Regions from separate parts of the Sminthopsis crassicaudata genome. Here region 2 is linked to region 1. Evidence: chromatin contacts called from public Hi-C data. All regions are on one chromosome and are shown on one strand. The core of a region is the stretch at or near the end of the contact, and the rest is flanking DNA. Distances in the headings are between cores, read along the strand shown. Region 1 holds the start of NSFL1C (NSFL1 cofactor). Region 2 holds the start of LOC141552899 (signal-regulatory protein beta-1-like).

Evidence for each region. A called contact is a pair of places that touch in the nucleus more often than the background predicts.
Region 2: a contact with region 1 is called in a Hi-C map of hippocampus, with 2.3 times the contacts expected there. The contact joins the promoter of LOC141552899 here to the promoter of NSFL1C in region 1. A contact is called at or near these places in 2 of 2 Hi-C or Micro-C datasets (fibroblasts and hippocampus).

The regions. Positions count from the first base shown.
Region 1 is chr2:453,897,322-453,903,678 of ASM4859323v1, forward strand. It overlaps NSFL1C (NSFL1 cofactor), which reads right to left and starts at 2,755. Exons shown (of 9, transcript XM_074292881.1): 1 at 2,597-2,755; 2 at 1,005-1,102. The coding sequence starts at 2,698.
Region 2 is chr2:454,038,196-454,044,552 of ASM4859323v1, forward strand. It overlaps LOC141552899 (signal-regulatory protein beta-1-like), which reads right to left and starts at 3,270. Exons shown (of 5, transcript XM_074284818.1): 1 at 2,870-3,270. The coding sequence starts at 3,270.

The DNA.
Region 1 (6,357 bases), core at 1,505-4,004:
ACAGTCATAAATGCATTTAAAAGAAATGTGGAATTTGAAAAATCCTGTGTAGATGAGGGTTTTTCCTTAATTAACTTCAAGAAAAACTTGTAGATTTTTCTGCCCTTATTCACTGATTCCAATACAGATAAAATGACAAAACTTTTAAAAGCCTATAACAGTTATTAGCTATCATTTATATAGCATTGTGAGGCTTTGGAAGAGTTTTCTACCTTATTCCATTTGATTGTCACAAAAACTTCAGTGAAGTAGGTACTATTATTATTACCATTTTACAGATGAGAAACTAAAGCTGAGAAATCATAAGTGACTTAATCATATCACTACTATTTGAGACACAGTTTGAACTTCCTGGCTTTAGGGAGATCTACAAACCATACCATAGAGGTGTTTCTAATAATGCAGCTCCAACCCATACTTTTAAGAGCATTAACTGAATTATATAATTAAGAGTCTTTATTGAGTGCCTGGAATATTTACAAAGCTCTGACAGGTTCTAGGGGCAGATGCCAAAGAAAAGAGATTGGCAAAACACATTCTTTCTCTTTAGAGTTATAGTTTAAAAGGCTAAATAAAATAAGACAAAGAGTTAAAATCCATAAGTGAGACGTAAAGATCATACCAGCATGCTGAAGACAGCAAAGATTTCATGAAGGAAGTGTCAGGGGAATTAAGACTTAAAGAAGGGATAAAATTTTAATGGGCAGCAGTGAAAATCTTTATGTTTGGAGGAAGGAAGGGGAACAATTCATGGTGATAATAGGCTCCTAGGAAAGGAAGACAGTTTGAAACAAAGGAGAAACTTAGGACATATTAAAGAATGGGAAATAGCAGAGTCTGTCTGGGCACAGAGTTTGCCTAAGAAAGCAATGTTGGAAATGACTGTAAGTTATAGAGTCTTTGATACTAGGATGAGGAACATAGACTTTATCAGGAACACAATAAGTGACCTGTAAAACTAATTCATTCAGTATGGATTGATAAGATCAGAAACTGGTACTTACCTGGGGGCTGTGCCTCTGGACACTGAGCTGGGTGTTGGCTGGGAAAGTGAAACAAGGTCTTCATCACCTCCATCCTCATAAAAGCTGGCCAGGGCAATCTGAAAGAGAGTCACGGGCCCCTTAGAAACAGTCCTTCATTTACCGGATGTTTTCATTTCATTTACTTGGGTGTAAGTCAGAAACACCAGAGAGAAATATAATTCGTATTCTGGTGGTACAGATTTATTGAAGAGACTAAGAAGCAGCTTTAAGTTTTCTCTTCTGTAAAAGCCTAAACAGACTTCTAAGGTGCCAACCACCTGCGACAATCTATCATCACAAACACAGATTCCAATTGATAGGACATATTATACAGAGGACACAGACAGTAGTGACTGGGCCAGATCAAACTTAAAACAGTGTTGTTCGAAATTCGAAGTGGGGAGGAAAATATTTCAATTCAGGGCAATTTAAGAACTGTCTTAATGGGTATTTAAACTGGGCCAGCTTTCCCCACTAACTACTCCTGGAGGAAATTTTGTGTCTCTTTATTGGGAATTGCCACCAAGAAAAGGGGGGGGGGGGGGAAGGCTGAAGAAACCTTGAACTAAAACCTTGAACTACGTGGAGCTCCTTAAGCCAGCCTAGGCTGAGGCTGTGGGGTAAACGCGGACAGCCCCTAAAAGCTACCCTGGAAATCAGTATGAATTCTTTGAAGGGCTGTGGTAAAAGGTGAGAAAGCGAAGGAGGGTGGGGAGGAGAGGGTGAGTGAATTAGCATGGCTGAGGGGAGGGTGGCCATCAGGGCTGAGGCGGTCTTGGACTCAGGCGGAAGATGTTACTAGATGTGCGCCCTGGGCAGGTCATAGACTGTCAGCCTCAGTTTTCTTATCTGCAAAATGGAGAGAATATTTGCACTACCTCCTTCAGAGGGTGGTTGGGGCTAAAGGACCGGCCAACGTAACAGCGCTGCGGTCATGGGGATTATCATCGCGAGTGTACAAGCAGCCCGGATCTCTCCAGGAGGAAGTCGGGGTCCCGAGGGCCTGTCACTCGGCTTTCCTGCCTGTCAGTGTTTGTGTTTGCGTCAGTGACGCTGCGGTGTGTCAGCATCTGCGTGGGCCGGAGGGCGGTGGGCGCCCGCCCGAGTGTCCATGTGTGTGTCCCTGCAATGTCAGTGCAGACGGGTGCCTCTGCCCCTCGTGCACGGCTCGTGTCGCACACACGCACGCACACATATGCACCCCGCGTCTCCGTGGCCTTGTCGGGGCGTGTACGTGTGTGTCTCTGGGCTGGGTCAGGCCTGCTCGTCCCTAGACGTAGACGAAGCCCAGAGAAGCACTCCCACAGGCAGGCGCGTCCCGCCGTCTCCCGGGGAGACGCTGTCCCGGAGCCGGCTCGGCCTGGGGCTCCCAGTAGAGGGTGAGGGTCGAGGATGGGGGCGGGGCCTGGGACCGGAGCCGAGGGTCCCCGCCCCCGCCCCATCACCTCCTCCCAGTCCGGCCCGGCCTCCCCTAGCCCCCGATGACTCTGCGCTTCGGTCGCTGCGGCCTCTCCTGCCCGCCCCGGCCCCACGTCCGCCCGCTCGCCCGCTCGCGCCAGCCCCGCTGCTACCTGCAGGTCCCATCCGGCTGACTCGAGGAAGAAGCGGGCCCGGTCCTCCTCGGCCCCGGTCACCGCCACGAACTCCCTCAGCGCCTCCTGCCGCTCCGCCATCTTGCCCTCGGTGCGCCGCCCAAACCGCTCCGGCCGGCACCGCGCTGCCCCCGCCCCCGCCGCGGCGTTCCGGCCGCAGCCCCGCCCCCTCCCGCCCTGGGCCGCGCGTGGTGTCCCACACAATGCCCTCCGTGTGGGAAACGCCCGCGGTCTCTCGGACCTCACTGCGCCCCCTGGTGGGTCTCTCGAAGTAACTTCAGTCTCGTGGTACTCTCCAGGCCACTGATGACCTAGCTAGGTTGGTTATTGCATCCCTCTCCATTTAGGGGAGCATCCCAGAATCACAGGCTGTCAGAACTGGAAGCGACTTTGGAGAGCTCGAGCGTAATACTCATTCCTGCCTCTGTGGGGCACCCCTCCCCCCCAACTCAGTTTCCCTACCTATAAAAGGAGCCAACTGGACTAGACTGTCAGCTCAGACACGGCGCGCGTTATTAACTTTCCTCCTCGTGAGAAATATCTCTATGCATGATTCGGGAAGTCCTCAAACGGGACCCTGGAGTGCTCCAGGATAGTGCTCCACTCGTGCTCACGAAAGTCCAGTCAGGGAAGGTGAGGGCAAGGTTAATGCTGACCCTTGCTCTTCAGTCTGGTTATTCGAGGTGAAAGCACCCCATTTCAAAATGAGAACCCCTTCCTCCCCCGCCCCCGAGGGACGTACAAGAATCACTGAGGAAAGCAGAGCCTTCCCGCCAGCGCGCTTAAAGAATCAAGAATTAAGCCTGCCAGCGTTCCAGAACGGGATATGTCCATTTATCCTCCTGTGGGGTTCCCGTCACCCTTCTAGAAACCTCTGAGACTCCATCCAAGTAGTTTTCCAAAATCAACCCAAATTCTTTCTCCTCGAGTTTTCTTTCCTACCGTCCTTCCCAGCAAAATCCCGATTCCCTTTGATCCTCGCTTTTAGCCCAAACACAGCCACTCCATCCACTATAACTTTTGCACACATGTAATGAGGTTTTTATAAGTTAACATGCATTTATTAAGCACCTTCTATCTGCCTGGGACTTTGCCAACCACATGGGAATACAAAGAAAGGCCAATTTTGCCCTTGTCTTTAGAACTCACAACCACAGAGACAATCAAAAACTATATTGCTAGATACATACAGGACATAATCCCCGGGGGGGGGGGGGGTGCAGAAGGTGGAATCTTAGCTGAGACCTGAAGGAAACCAGGAAGCAGAAGAGCTGGGACTTCGGAAATGGAAGATGCCAATGAATGAATGAAAATTTCAGCCGGTGAAAATGCCTCAACGCGGAGCCGGCTAATGCATCATTCATCTGCGGAGAGGAGTGAGGTCTCAGGAAAGGCAGGAACAGGACAAGAGGGGAAGGGCCTTAAAAGCTGAACAAGATTTTATCTCTGATCATAGTAACAACAGGGAGATACTTTTAGTGTCTCAAATAAGTTTTTTGAATAAGAGAGTGACATGGTTAGATCTGCAATTTAGGAAGATTGTTTTAATAGCTGAGTGGAAAGAGATTTGAGACAGGAGGTAAAAAAGGAGGCCATTTTAATAGCTTAGGCATGAGATGACAAGGATATGTATGTCAGAAGATAGCATGACTGTATGTGAGCGATGTTAGGAAGGTCAGCTAGCTGGAGCTTGACAACAGATTCAAGAAGGCATGTGTATTATGGTGATCTGCATTCCTGTTTGTTTTCCTCCTTTTGAACACTGATCAGATTTTTTGTTATTGCTATTATTTATTGTTCAGTCATTTCAGAATTCTTGTGACCTGCCCAGGGTCACACAGCTAGTATCTGAGGCCTTATTTGAAATTAGGTGGTCTGGACTTCAGGTCTGGCCCTCTCTCTACTCTGCCCCTATCTGCTTGATCTTCCTCTAATCAATGTCTAATCTAATTTTCTTCCAGTAATCAGCAAAGATCTCAGCATACCATACATGTTTGTTGAATGCTTGGAAGAGTAGGTAAAAGTTAAAGGAATCTTCCTTCAACTAAGAGGGAACAATTTCCTAATAGGTAAAGGACTTTTTAACCATTCAGATGAAAGAACTTTTTTTTTTTTTTCATGAAATGTCCTTTTTATTTTTATTTATTTATATTTTTTATTTTTTAAATTAATTTTTATAATTATAACATTTTTTTGACAGTACATGTGTATAGGTAAATTTTTTTTTTTTTTTTTTACAACATTATCCCTTGCACTCCCTTCTGTTCCGAATTTTCCCCCTCCTTCCCTCCACTTCCTCCCCTAGATGGCAGGCAGTCTTATACATGTTAGATATGTTATAGTATATCCTAGATACAATAGATGTATACAGAACCAAATTAATTTTTTTTTTTTTTTGCTGTTGCCCAGGAAGAATTAGATTCAGAAGGTAAAGATAACCTGGGAAGAAAAACAAAAATGCAAACAATTTGCACTCATTTCCCAGTGTTTCTTCTCTGGGTGTAGCTGATTCTGTCCATCATTGATCAATTGGAATTGGATTAGATCTTCTCTATGTTGAATATATCCATTTCCATCAGAATACATCCTCATGCAGTATTGCTGTTGAAGTGTATAATGATCTCCTGGTTCTGCTCATTTCACTCAGCGTCAGTTCATGTAAGTCTCTCCAAGCCTCTCTGCATTCCTCCTGTTGGTCATTTCTTACAGAACAATAATATTCCATAACATTCACATACCACAATTTATTCAGCCATTCTCCAATTTATGGGAATCCACTCAGTTTCCAGTTTCTAGTCACTATGAAAAGGGCTGCCATAAACATTTTGGCACATACAGGTCCCTTTCTCTTCTTTAGTATTTCCTTGGGATATAAGCCCAGTAGTAGCACTGCTGGGTCAGAGGGTTTGCACATTTTGATAACTTTTTGAGCATAGTTCCAGATTGCTCTCCAGAATGGTTGGATTCATTCACAACTCCACCAACAATGCATCAGTGTCCCAGTTTTCTCACAGCCCCTCCAACATTCATCATTATTTGTTCCACCAATTTGACAGGTGTGTAGTGGTATCTCAGAGTTGTCTTAATTTGCATTTCTCTGATCAATAGTGATTTGGAACACTTTTTCATATGAGACTCTGTTACTAACTAAGCTATCCTTTAGCACAAAGTCTGGCACATAGTAGGTACTTAACAAATGTTTATTGACTTACTGACTGATGACACAGCCTTTTCCAGGTAATAGTCTTTTTTTTTTCTTTGTCTATTTATTTATTTACTCTTATTATAGCTTGTTATTTACAAGATATATGTATGGGTAATTTTACAGCATCGACAATTGCCAAGCCTTTTGTTCCAATTTTTCCTCTCCTTCTCCCCATCCCCCTCCCCCAGATGTTGCCCAAATACATGTTACATATGTTAAAGTATAAATTAAATCGAATATGTCCAAGTAGTTATTTTGATGTACAAAAAGAATCGGACTTTGAAATAGTATACAATTAGCCTGTGAAGGAAATAAAAAATGTAGGTGGACAAAAATAGAGGGACTGGGGTTTCTATGAAGTGGTTCATAGTCATCTCCCAGAGTTCTTTCGCTGGGTGTAGCTGGTTCAGTTCATTACTGCTCTATTGGAATTGATTTGGTTCATCTCATTGTTGGAGAGGGCCTCGTCTATCAGAATTGATCATCATATAGTATTGTTGTTGAAGTATATAATGATCTGGTCCTGCTCATTTCA
Region 2 (6,357 bases), core at 2,020-4,519, 140 kb after region 1:
CCTATAAATGCCACTGATAGCCTAAAGATATTAGACATTAAGCAGCAGTGGCAGGGATTGCCTAAGGGATGACTGAAGCTGGAGCCAATATTGGAGAGGCAAGCGTTCTGACAGCCTGAATTTCTAGACCTTGCCAAGGGGAGTTAGTAGCAGCATCTCTCAGGCTCAGAAAGAAGTGGTAGTTATAGAGAAGTCAGGAGCACAGAAGAAAGAAAATCAGATATATGAGAGAGACATAACTTGGGTACATTACTAGAACAGGAAGGATTCCATTCATAGCCTCCAAGAGAGAAGGAACAGGATAATTGGATTCCACCTCCTAGAGAAAGTAAGACTTAAAATGGACTCATGATCTATCAATTCGTCAACCTTAAAAACTTCTATGACCTACTAATTTTTTTTCATTTCTTTTCTGACTTTTTTCCTACCTAAGCTCCCACACGAATACTTCAGAACCTGACACCACTCATAATTCCACCAAAATCTATATTTTAAACTTTGTTTCTTTAATCATAAACTCTTGTTCTTCAATCTCTCTCTCCACTTCTAACTCTATTCTTTGTCCTCACTCCAACCTCATATTCCTCTACCCCACTCCATTCCTTCAATTCTTTTCATTGCTCAGATTTTACCTTCTTCCTGGAGTCATTACTCCCTTTCCTGACTGCCAGTCACATTTTATTACACACCTCCATCCTGGATCACATCCCAGCAATTCACCTATTCTTCTTGTACTTCAAAGCTGCTAAATGCTACTTGAGGAGATCATCTATAGACAAATGAAGTCACAACAAATGAATAAGGACTAATTGCAATTGTTCCTCACATTTTTATGATTATTTTTTTTTCTTTGCTGGACTGTGCTCATTCCCTGTAGCATCTGTTGAAAAATGTTATCTTCTTGATACCATAGGCAAACATCTTCCCTATAGCCATTTACCATCAGACATTTTGTCTTTTAATTTAGTGTTGAAATAGAGATCATCTACTAAGAGTTGGGTACAGTCATTCACGAAAAGGCATTGCTTAAGCTATGGAATATCTGCTATTTACATTGGTGAAGAATTTACCCAAGGGGTTAATGAAATCTCCCATTTTCTGAAGTACTAAGACAAATGAGGAATTGGGCAATTTGATCATCTCTTCTTCACAGGTTATCTCGGTCTCTATTGTATATACTCCCAGTGCACCAAATTTTGGGCCTTTGGTCAACCATGGGGTACGAGAGGTGAGGTATAATACTGTAAGTGATAAGACCTAGGCAGATGAAGGAAGTGCCATAGTCAATGTCATTGGACATAGGAGAGACATTGGATATCATGAAACCACTGGCAAATGGAAAATTGGCTGAAGATCTCGAGAATGAACACACTTCTATATGGAAGTGATTGGAAGTTCCGTGCTGAGATCTCCCAGTCAGGCCATACCTTCCTATTATCCAAGCAAAGAATCATTCAAAATGGGACCAGGAAAGGGCCTTGCTAACAACAGGGCACTGAGTGTAAAAACAGGAGTTTTAGAACCTCATAGATCCTAGGTCCACATTTACATATCAGAAGAGAAGACAAGTCCCAGGTTCCTGAGTTTTCATCTAACAATTGGCCCTATTTGATTGTGTAATGCAGGGAATAAGGAATGTTGAACATCATTTGGAAAATGTGTGGCATTATCTACCTTTGTCTGATGGATTACAAAAAGTACAGATACAGAAAGAGAGCAAACTGAAATATTCATTTATTAAAATTCTGGGATTCAGAATAACCTATGTAACATCTATGGATATTCCGAGTCTCTCAGAGTACAAAACCCTACAGTATATGTTTTGTGTTTGTATATTTATATCTCTATCTCTATATATTCACATTCAGAGAAAGAGAAAAAAGAGAGAGTTTTCTAATCTTTTTAACCTTCAAGAGGAACATGCTGCCCAAAGTATCTAAAAATATCCATCTTCCAGGGCAAATCATTTCCTTAATGTCAAAACCACTTGATTAGCATTCAGTGAAATAGAGCATGTTTAGAGGAGTGTTGATGTTTCTAGTAGTCTAGGAGATACGGAGATCATTTTGATTGGATAAATTTAATCATCATATCTAGATTTGATGAGAGGAAATAGAAAACTTGAAGGCTGTGTATTCTTTATAGCACTTTATAGCACTTTTGCTCATTAGGATGAAGCACCATATCTACAAAAATGGATGTGTGGGATTCCTACTTCTTGATTTTCTGCCAAATAAGCTCATGCAGTTGTAATAACACTTTATGGATAAACATATACTTTCTCACTTCTTACATAACTATCAGATATCCTACTTATATTGTCTAGAGTAAGGAAAAGAGAGCCAATACTAGATTAGGCAACTAGTGTTGTTGGTCTCTGATCCTAGAAATATATTAAATCAGGAAGGTTCCTTATTCACTCAGGTAATCTTCAAATGACATAAAGGATCAAAGAGCTTAGAAGAGGGATTATAAAAGCAGCAAAAGTGTTGTGGGATGAAAGATACCAATCTTTTCCACACAAGGAGGTTAGTTCCTTAGACTTGGCTTTAGTGATCAGTGAAAGTTAAGAAAAATAAAAGACAAAAAGCCTTAAAAAGGAAACATTAATGATCCTTGGATGTTTCTAAGGGGAGCCAGCACCTTGAAAGCTGGTATATAGTCAAGGAGGAATAAGGCCCAAGGCTGGATCTTTCATACTGTCCTAGTTTGGGGGCACCTTGTTCTGAAGCTGGAACCTCCCCTGTCCTACGACTTTCTTTCCTCAGCCTCAAGAAAAAACTAGAGAGCCCTCGCTGGGCAAAGTCCTGAGTCTTGAGTCTGGGATTTTTTTTAGCAGGACAAAGATAGGAGTCTCAAGGCTTTTTACTTACCCTTCACAGTGAGCTTGGTGCCACTGCCAGATTTAAATTCTTTGACAGCAGTAATCCCCTTTCTGAACTTCACACAGTAATAGGTGCCCGAGTCCTCTGGGGTGATGTGGCTAATGCTGATGGAGAAATTTGTGTTGCTCTTAGAAAAGTCTATTGCCTTTATTCGGTGATTGATAATTCCTTTGAAATTGAAAATTTCTTCTCTCTGGGGCTCTTTGCCCTTGAACCATTTCACTGGTCCTGGTAGTGGAAAACCAAATACCATACAGTGCAGAAGAATAGTGCCTCCCTCTATCCCAGAAACATGATCATCAGGCTGTAATACTTGGACCTCTTCCTGGCCTCCGGTTCCTGCAAGGAAAGATGAGATTTGACATTGTTTTTCTGTCCGGATCATCTTAAAATTTGAGCCTAAGTGTCTTTGTCTAGTCTGAGCATCCTGATACTTGAGGTAGAGAGGAGAAGGCAAACTGACATGGAGTCAAGGAGAAGGCATATAATTCTGGAACCAGGGATGACATGATGCAAACACATTTGATTTCAGTTTAAGCACCATCTCTGCTACAAACTCATTATCCAAGTCTCTGTTAATGTCAACTGACTTTGTATTTATTTTGGGCATATTTTCTATGACTATTATGGATCTATATTGTTTCTCTCTTGACCATGGAAACATAAGTGCCAGGAAGACAGAGCTTCTTGTCTTTCTTTGTCTTCAAGCTACATAGTCAATATGAAATAAAGATTTATTGATTGAAGAACTTCTTTGGAAAGAAAGCATTGGACTCAAAATCAGGTAAGACTTGATTTTGAATCCAGCCTCCAATAATTAATGTGTAAGATTGACAAGCCATTTAATCTCATTCTTCACAGTAAGATGAGGATAATAGTACTTCCTTTAGCCTCTTCAAAATTTTATTGTGAGGATCTAATGAAAAATACATGAAAATCACTTTTAAACTTTTAAAGTGTTATGTAAATGAGTAATTATATTATTTTTGTTGCTTTTTCATTATAATTATTTGAAAATCTAATCATTACTTTTGATGGCATTCAGATAGAGGTCAGTGATGTCCCTCATTCATTTACTTTTAGTATTTTGTGGATTACTGCACAGGTAATTAAAATTACTTCTTATAGTTGAACAAATTCAATTGGAAGCTCTTCCTCTGTAGGATCACTGACATTATCCTCATATAGAATATAATTCCAGGAGCAAACCAGATGACTGGGATGATATGTGCCTCATTCTATTCTCTTGTGATTTTTATCTCCTCTTCTAGGTCTTTGATTATTAGCACTATATTGGGATAGAAGATCTTTTCATTTTTGCACAGATCACAAGACATTTACCACAAAATTTTCTCATCTCTTTAGAATATGCTCATAAGGTTCTAAATTTATTGTTGATGGAGAATGTTGGGGCCTCCCTTCTTCACTACCAGCCTTGAATGAGCCATCTAGCTATTTTATTGCAAATACTCAGGAGCAGAGTAAGGGAGGCCAAGGAAGAATCAGTATACAAGAGAGACTCTCAATGGCCACTTGGTTTGTACTATTGTCACAAAATTTTGAGCTGGAAGAAAACTTGACAGTCATTTAGTCCAACCATTCCTAGAGAAGATCCAGAGAAGAGCAATAACTTACCCAAAGTCATACAGATAGTAAGGATCAAATATGAATTAACAGGAATACCATGCGGGCCATGAAAAGACTATGGTCAGATTGAGACACTCATCTGATCAAAAGTATTAAGTGATTCCCTTTTGCCTCTAGCATGAAACACACTCTTATCACCTCATTGCCCAGACTGGCATTTAAGACCTCCCACAATCTGTCTCCAATTTCTGCACGCTAATTTAACACTATTCAATTCATGCTCTCCATGTAACTATTCTCTGATCTTTTCCAGCCATTTTCCAATTCTTTGCATCTTTTATCACAAGCTATACCCAATGCCCAAAAAGTACTCACTCTTTTTCTCAAACTACTGAAGACTTTCTCTTCATGTAAGGTTCAACTCAAATACCACAATCTTCAATGAACTTTTCCCAAATTCCCCAGCTCTCCCCAAATTCTCCTTCTTCATATTTTAGACTATTTTGTTTGACTCTCTTTCCCACTGTTTTTTTTTGTCATTCAGCTATTCATTTATTGATTCATCTAGCCATTTCTTGAATATATATATATATATATATGTATATATATATAGTATGCCAATCACTATATGGTCACCCTTGTATTACTCTTTTGTAGATAAATGACTTGTCCTTTCTAGAAGGTAAGAACTTAGAAGAAGGTAAACTTCTTGAAAATAGGGACTGTATTATTTCTCATCATTAAAAGCTCATTACTAAGGACAGTATCTTGAACACAGTAATAATATTAGTAACAATAATAACTAGCCTTTACATAGAACTTAAAGGTCTGCAAAACAGTTCACAACAACCTGGTGGGACAAGTTTTGTTTCCACAAGTGAAGAAACTAAGACACATGGAAGGTAAAAAGTTATCCAAGGTCACAGAGCTAGCAAGCAACTGAGATAGGATTTAAAGTCAGGTCTTCTAACTGATCTCAGATCTTCCCAATTCCAGTTTCTATATGCCATCCATTATAGAGTGAGCATCTAATATGTTTACTGAAATGAATTAACTTGAAGATTCCCAGGTACTTCCTACCTAAGGCTATTTGACTAGAGTTAAATGGTAAAGAGACAGCAGAAAGAGGAGGAAAGATAGGGATTTTTAGACCACTGTCATTGGGATCTAGCTAAGAAACATAGGATCCAAAAGTCAATGAAAGAGGGGAAAGAAAATGGTGGATAAAAGAGGATAGCAGGGATTAGTGAGGAAGCTGGAAAAAACCAGAAGTGACTATAGAGAAGAGAGGTGTGTTTTAGGTGGTTATCTGGGGCTCAGGAGGATGAAGAAGTGGAGAAAGCCTTCCTTCCACATTACCTAGAACACCTTATCTGGATGTCTCCTGCCATAATAACATTCTACATTTATTATATTGATTGATATATGTGTTATAATTCTTTCCCAACATAATGTCATCTACTGGATAATGGGAAATAAACATATTTTTATTTATTTATTTATTTAATACTATTTTCCATATGTCAGATTGGGAGAGAAAAATCAGAACAAAACGATAAACCATGACAAAGAAAGAACAAGTGGTTTTACATCTTTGTAATCCTAGCACCTAAACCAAGACTTTATATAAAATAGATATTTAAAAAATATTCAGTTAATTGAATTGGAAAGAATCTTAAAGATCATGTCAGAGGAATTGGAGTTAAGTTTCAGCTTTATCACCTTAGAGTTATATGGTATGGGACAACTTCCTTAACTTCTTAGTTTTCTCATAAGTGAAAAAAAAATGATTATGTTTCCACTATTGATTTCCTAGGATCATTGTGTTAAATATTATAAATTATAAGGTACCTTAAATATATCAGAGGCTGCTCATTCATTAGTG